2 separate regions of the Danio rerio genome follow, and region 1 is linked to region 2. The links are chromatin contacts, called in public Micro-C maps. All regions are on one chromosome and are shown on one strand. Each heading gives the region's core, a stretch centred on a gene start, on an enhancer-like site or on the middle of the called end of the contact. The rest is flanking DNA. Distances are from core to core; before and after follow the strand shown. Region 1 holds the start of mindy4 (MINDY lysine 48 deubiquitinase 4). Region 2 holds the start of dmap1 (DNA methyltransferase 1 associated protein 1).

What was found. A called contact is a pair of places that touch in the nucleus more often than the background predicts.
Region 1: a contact with region 2 is called in a Micro-C map of caudal fin, with 2.2 times the contacts expected there. The contact joins the promoter of mindy4 here to the promoter of dmap1 in region 2. A contact is called at or near these places in 2 of 18 Hi-C or Micro-C datasets (caudal fin and an unstated tissue) and 1 of 4 datasets of contacts at active chromatin or transcription factors (embryo).

What each region holds. Positions count from the first base shown.
Region 1 is chr8:20,374,565-20,377,691 of GRCz12tu, forward strand. It overlaps mindy4 (MINDY lysine 48 deubiquitinase 4), which reads right to left and starts at 1,826. Exons shown (of 18, transcript XM_002663403.8): 1 at 1,512-1,826; 2 at 1,201-1,320; 3 at 559-761; 4 at 234-474; 5 at 1-94. The coding sequence starts at 1,574. It overlaps nexn (nexilin (F actin binding protein)), which reads right to left. Exons shown (of 15, transcript NM_001083855.2): 15 at 3,065-3,127.
Region 2 is chr8:20,226,038-20,229,198 of GRCz12tu, forward strand. dmap1 (DNA methyltransferase 1 associated protein 1) reads right to left here and starts at 1,798. Exons shown (of 11, transcript NM_200255.1): 1 at 1,701-1,798; 2 at 1,158-1,265. The coding sequence starts at 1,256. It overlaps obscna (obscurin, cytoskeletal calmodulin and titin-interacting RhoGEF a), which reads right to left. Exons shown (of 85, transcript XM_073910182.1): 85 at 1,967-3,161.

The DNA of each region.
Region 1 (3,127 bases), core at 576-3,075, 150 kb after region 2:
AGCCATTCGTCCAGTTTGATGCTTGCCTGCAATCCTCCATTGTTTCTATGACAGATGAAGCTGTTTTTCGTGTTGGACGTCTTCTGTTACTTTCCTATGAAAAATGGAATGAAAAAAATTATGTAAAAGCAAAACTCAAATACTGAAATTAATTACAACATATAATGTCACTTAGATGCAGGATTTGAATTTTGAATGAATTTATTTAAATTTAATAAACCATAATTCATCACCTGTGAGGAACTGCAAATAGGACCTGCCATAATCCCTCGTCTTATCCTGCTGCCTCTGTTCTTCTGGCTGTCAGTATCTAGAACCTTTGTCTCAGAGAGAAATCCCTCTTTAGACATGGTTAAGAGACTATCCCGGCTAGATGATGAAAGGTCCAAACTTGTCTTTGCCTTGTCTTGTCTCTTTTCAGAAGGTGTTTGGGGAGACACAATAACCTGTGACACACGGCTGCTTTCAGATAACCTGTGCAAAAGTGAACGTTCGTAGCTGTTAGAGTCTCAAACAAATGAACGTGAAATCTACAGTAGATTTTAATTATTCAAATACCTTGGATTGTTCGACGAGAGATTGTGCAAACAACTTTCATCTCTCTTAATAGTCTCAGTCATATCTATGGAAGAACTGGACATGGTTTGATCCAATGCATGTGCTTGAACGTCACCTTGTCGATGACCTTTGGTTTTTCCACCTTCACTCATTCTGTCCTTCACAATCATCTCTAACATTGACTTCAAAGGATGCTCTTCTGCCTAAAAATCAAATTACTTTTAAGACCTTTCTGCATTGTTAACATTCTTGATATTTTAAATATGGTTATAAGACAGTGCTGTGTAGTTGCTGATTTGGTGTAATCTACAATATGTAACGAGATTCTAAAAATGTACAATAAAATTATCCTAAAGTTTTATTTAATAACATACAATTTAACTTTGAATATTCACAAAATAAACTGCCAATAATAAATCTTAATTTCATGTAAAATAAAAAACACTTGATCCACAATTCTGAACTTGAGGACGAAGACTCTAAATATGCATTTTGATGAATTTATTATTAGCTTTAAATCAACTCATAAACCAACAGTGTTTAACCCTTTAATAGGCAGTGTAATAAGCATTATTTGTAGTCATCGACAAACTTCAATTTGTAAGTAATCAACCCAGCACTGTATGCTGATCAATTTGATACCTTATTCTTTTTGTAAAGGCCCTCAAGATGAAGTATACTCCGCAGGTCTGATCTGTTATTGACGCTTGAATGAGTTCGTGGAAGTTCTTCATCCATGCAAGCTATGGTTTTCTTGAGGCCCTGCAAAAACATTTCATGATTCATTCAGAAGTATGCGATATGCATTTCATTCCAGTAACTAACGTTACTAAAGTAGCACAGGAACAGTGTTGTAGTTAGCCAATGAGTCAAAGTACAATGTTTACAGTTTAATACAATGTTTTCGTTGAAATAGAATTAGTCTGTTAAAAAAACACAAGTCTGTTGCCTACCTTTCGGCTGAGATATTCCCGTACTAGAGACGCAGAAACATCCTCCACATCTTTGCCCATCATAGATCACAACACAGCGGTGCTGAGATAACGTTATAGCTAGCAAACTTGCTAGCTCCAGGTGTAAACAACACCAAACTACACACACTTCAAATACTGTTGGACAAAATATAGGTCATAATTTCATCATACAGCATTTCAGCTTGGAATTTTATTTATTTGTATTTTTAGGGGATAAATTCTATGATAAGGTAAGGATAGCTGCGACGCTTGCTAACTAGCGGTCTAGCTTTTCGCCTTGTTGCTATAGTTACCAGCAAAATGTTGGTGAATGCATGGATAATGACGCAGCTGCGCCTCCGTGCGGATAAAACACGTTACGTATTTTGACGTATTTACAGATTCTTTTCACTTTACTTTACACTTCTCGGTTTATTTCATGACACAAGTGAAAAGTGGCTACAAAAATCTATTTCAATGTAAGGTTGGAGAATATCCTGTTCTAGCGACAGCCAAATGGAAAAGCTGTTTTAATTTTTCATCAATGGTAAGGTCATCTCATATATGCTAATAATAATGTTTACACTTTTATTTAAAGAATTGAAATGATAGGTAAAATATCTTGCAGAAATACACGCACTGATAAACCTAATACAAATCCATATTTGAGCTGGTTCAAAAAAGCGTTTTAAGAAGGAAATTAATTTGCCAGATCTGTCTCATTTACTCTGACCGGCCACTTTATTAGGTACACCTGTCCAATTGCTAATAAAAAGTATCCAGTGAGCGGCAGTTCTGTGGGAGCAAATGCCTTGTTTATGCCAGAGGTCAGAGGAGAATGGCCAGACTGGTTCGAGCTGATAGAAAGGCAACAGTAACTCAAATAACCACTCGTTACAACCGAGGTATGCTGAAGAGCATCTCTGAACAACAAGTCAACTTGAGGCGGATGGGCGCTACAGCAGCAGAAGACCACATCGGGTGCCACTCCTATCCAAGAAATTGAGGCTACAATTCGCACAGGCTTAACAAAATTGGACAATAGAAGATTGCCTGATCTGATGAGTCTTGATTTCTGCCGCAACATTTGTATGGTAGGGTCAGAATTTGGCATCAACAACATGAAAGCATGGATCCATCCTGCCTTGTATCAATGGTTCAGGCTGGTGGTCATCTCAAACTAGTTTCTTGAACGTGACAATGAGTTCACTGTACTCAAATGGACTCCACAGTCACCCGATCTCAATCCATTAGAGCTCCTTTAGGATTTGATGGAACGGGAGATTCGCATCATGAATGTGCAGCTGACAAATCTGCAACTGTGTGATGCTATTATGTCAATATGGACCAAAATCTCTGACAAAATATTTCCAGTACCTTGTTAAATCTATGCCATGAAGGATTAAGGCAGTTCTGAAGGCAAAAGGCAGTCCAACAAGGTACTAGTAAGGTGAACCTAATAAAGTGGCCGGTGAGTGTATATGCTATGAGTGCAAGACCCCTTATAGAGTCTTTTCACAGAAAAAAAGTAACATAAAAACAGCCAACACCACTCAAAGTTGATGAATTTTATTAGAATTTTGTACATACCACAAACATTCTGCCTAAAACCTAAA
Region 2 (3,161 bases), core at 548-3,047:
ATTTGCAGTGGCATAGCGCAATCTATAATCTACATCTAAATAATGTAGTCATGAGAAGCTTGTGAAACAATCCAATAAGCATTTAAACTTTAAAATTTTTGCATTTTGGATGCATAATTCCAGTGCTGAAAAAATAATACATTTGGAAAGTCAGTCTGGTTTGTTGTGGTAAAACTAATTAATGTGAAGCTTTTAAGATTGCATGATTTTGTCATCAACAGCCAAAACTGTTTTAAATAGTCTACTGTTTTATTTTTGGTCATACGGTTAACAATAAGACATTACTCGTGAATATTTTCCTTTTTATTTAGGGGAGAGCAAATGACATTTTTTATGATAAAAAAACTCATTTTAAAAGAATGTTTTAGCAGACATATAACACACAAAAGTAAAACAGCAATATAAAAGAATATAGATCTGTTATTATGTAATTGCATATTTTATCCTTTATCTTTACAAAAAAAATTTAAATGAAGGGGATGTAATGGATTATAGTATTTTTATTGATCATTAAATCAAATTGAACAATATATTTATTCTTTTAAATGATCGGTTGACACCATTTTTTGTGTGCCCATCCGCTATGCCACTGCGCATTCATCGTTCAGTGACAACTTGTGACACATTCTTAATATTGTTTACCATGCTACTTTAGACTTTTAAAGACCCTTTTAGGACCATTATGAATGACATTTTAGACTTATACGGGGTTAAGATTTTTTTTAATGGCCTGATATTATCACAAGGAATCATGTAAATGTTTTTAGTTTTTTCCCCTTAATTAAGGAATATAATTTGAGGTATTTGCTGTAAAAATGTCTAACAGCTGTTGTGAATTGTATATCTTTGCAATGAAAAACTTAAATATAAAAATAAGGTTTTATTGAGACGTATTGTTGGTCATTGGAAGGATGTCAGCCCAAATTAAGTAGCTTTACTTGGACAAATCAAGATTAAGACCTGTTTAAAACAATTTAAGACCTACAATACAGATATAGAATATAGAATTTTACAAATAATACTTTTCTAAAGATAGATTTTTAAGAAGAAAGACTGAATGTGCAAATATAAAACCAATTTATCCCAATCGTGGAAGCAACTGCAAAACGTAATCTTCAGCATCTCGGTGGTATTGGTCCTCATCTGTGACGGGTTACCTTGTCTGAGTTGATGATGTCCTTCTTACTGATGGGTCCTGAATCATTGTCTCCTCCTGCCAGCTCCAGAATATCCCTCACATCAGCACCGGTCGTCATGGTCAGGCACTAATATTATCAGAAAAAAAAATAATTATATATATATATATATATATATATATATATATATATATATATATATATATATATATATATATATATATAGAGTGAAGAAAAAAGCAAATAGAGAAAAACAAATAAACAACAAACGTCTTTGTTAGACTAGGGCTGAACAGCAGTTTATTTCACAATTTTTCCCCAAACACAAACAACAAGCCGGGGTTACATGGGAAAACCTGTTTGCTGGATCTGTTTGATCGGGTATGACATAGATAAGTAAATGAAGACTAATAAAATGAGAGTTGATAAACCTGAAATCGGAACCAATGAGCTGCGTTACCAAGCTAACATAACCTGACAGGCGGGAACTACTTTTAGAATATGTATAACTCCTAGACTTCGTTTACAATCTCTAAGTATATTAAAAGTGAAATTAAAACTTACCTGAGGAAAAGACACGTAGTCTGTTTATCTAAAATATGTCAGTTTTTATTTACGGGAGAACGTTAGCTGAATGCTATTTCGGCGGATGGAGGTCTTTTCTTCGATGGTAGTTTTCTCCGTGCTTTAGGATACAGTTGTGTACACCTCCGCCAACTATCGGACAAAAGTAGATAGTACATCAAATAGTCTTTCATATTCCCAGCCCAGTGGTCTTAGGGCGATATACTGTTTAAAAAAAAAAAAAGAAAAACACTTAAACAACACAATGTAACTCCAAGTGTTTCCTTTATTTTTTTAAGCAGTATACATACTGAGTGTGCGTGTATGTTAGAATATAATTTGACGCAAAATAAGCCAAAAATAACATTACAGTGAAATAAAACATTTATATTGTAGCAAATAATGCTGGCAAAAAATATTTGTTAAAATTTTTATTTTAAACAATTGTTAAAGAAAAGCGATTTAAATTATTTCTAGTGACTGCAAAGAAGCAACAATCCTCAGCCTTATCAAATATATACTGGAAATAAATCCTCACACATGAAGTAAAATGTGCATTTAAACACCTCACTCAAATAATACAAGAAAGTCTTCCCAGATATGACAAAGGCAAATCATTTTATTAACAAGAAGTAAACAATAGATTATGAAATTGCATTAAGGGCATTCATTCATTCATTTTCTTGTCGGCTTAGTCCCTTCATTAATCCGGGGTCACCACAGCGGAATAAACCGCCAACTTATCCAGCAAGTTTTTATGCAGCGGATGCCCTTCCAGCTGCAACCAATCTCTGGGAAACATCCACACACACATTCACACACTACGGACAATTTAGCCTACCCAATTCACCTGAACCGCATGCCTTTGGACTCTGGGGGAAACCAGAGCACCCGGAGGAAACCCACGCGAACGCAGGAAGAACATGCAAACTCCACACAGAAACGCCAACTGAGCCGAGGCTCGAACCAGCGACCCAGTGACCTTCTTGCTGTGAGGCAACAGCACTACCTACTGCACCACTGCTTCACCCGCTGGAAAGTCATCCTCTGCTTAAAACATATGCTGGATAAGTTGCCGGTTCATTTCGCTGTGGCGACCCCAGATAATAAAGGGACTAAGCCAAAAAGAAAATGAACGAATAAATGAACAATAGATTATCAGATTATTATATTATTAGATTATATAGATTAGATTATTATATAACAGCTAAAACCCAACATCTTGCATTCATAGATTAACAGATTGATAGACGGACAGACAAACTGGGATTCTTCAGTAATTCCAGCTAAATGTGTGAATCAAAAGCACCCTAAATCATTTAAAATGTGTATTACATTTTTAAAAGTTTGTAAAAACAGTTTTTATGCCATTCATAAAGCCGTGATACAGATTTGTTCACACTATTTTAAAATCATGTTTATAAAATGAATGTATCAATGACAAAGCAGTCATCAAAACAC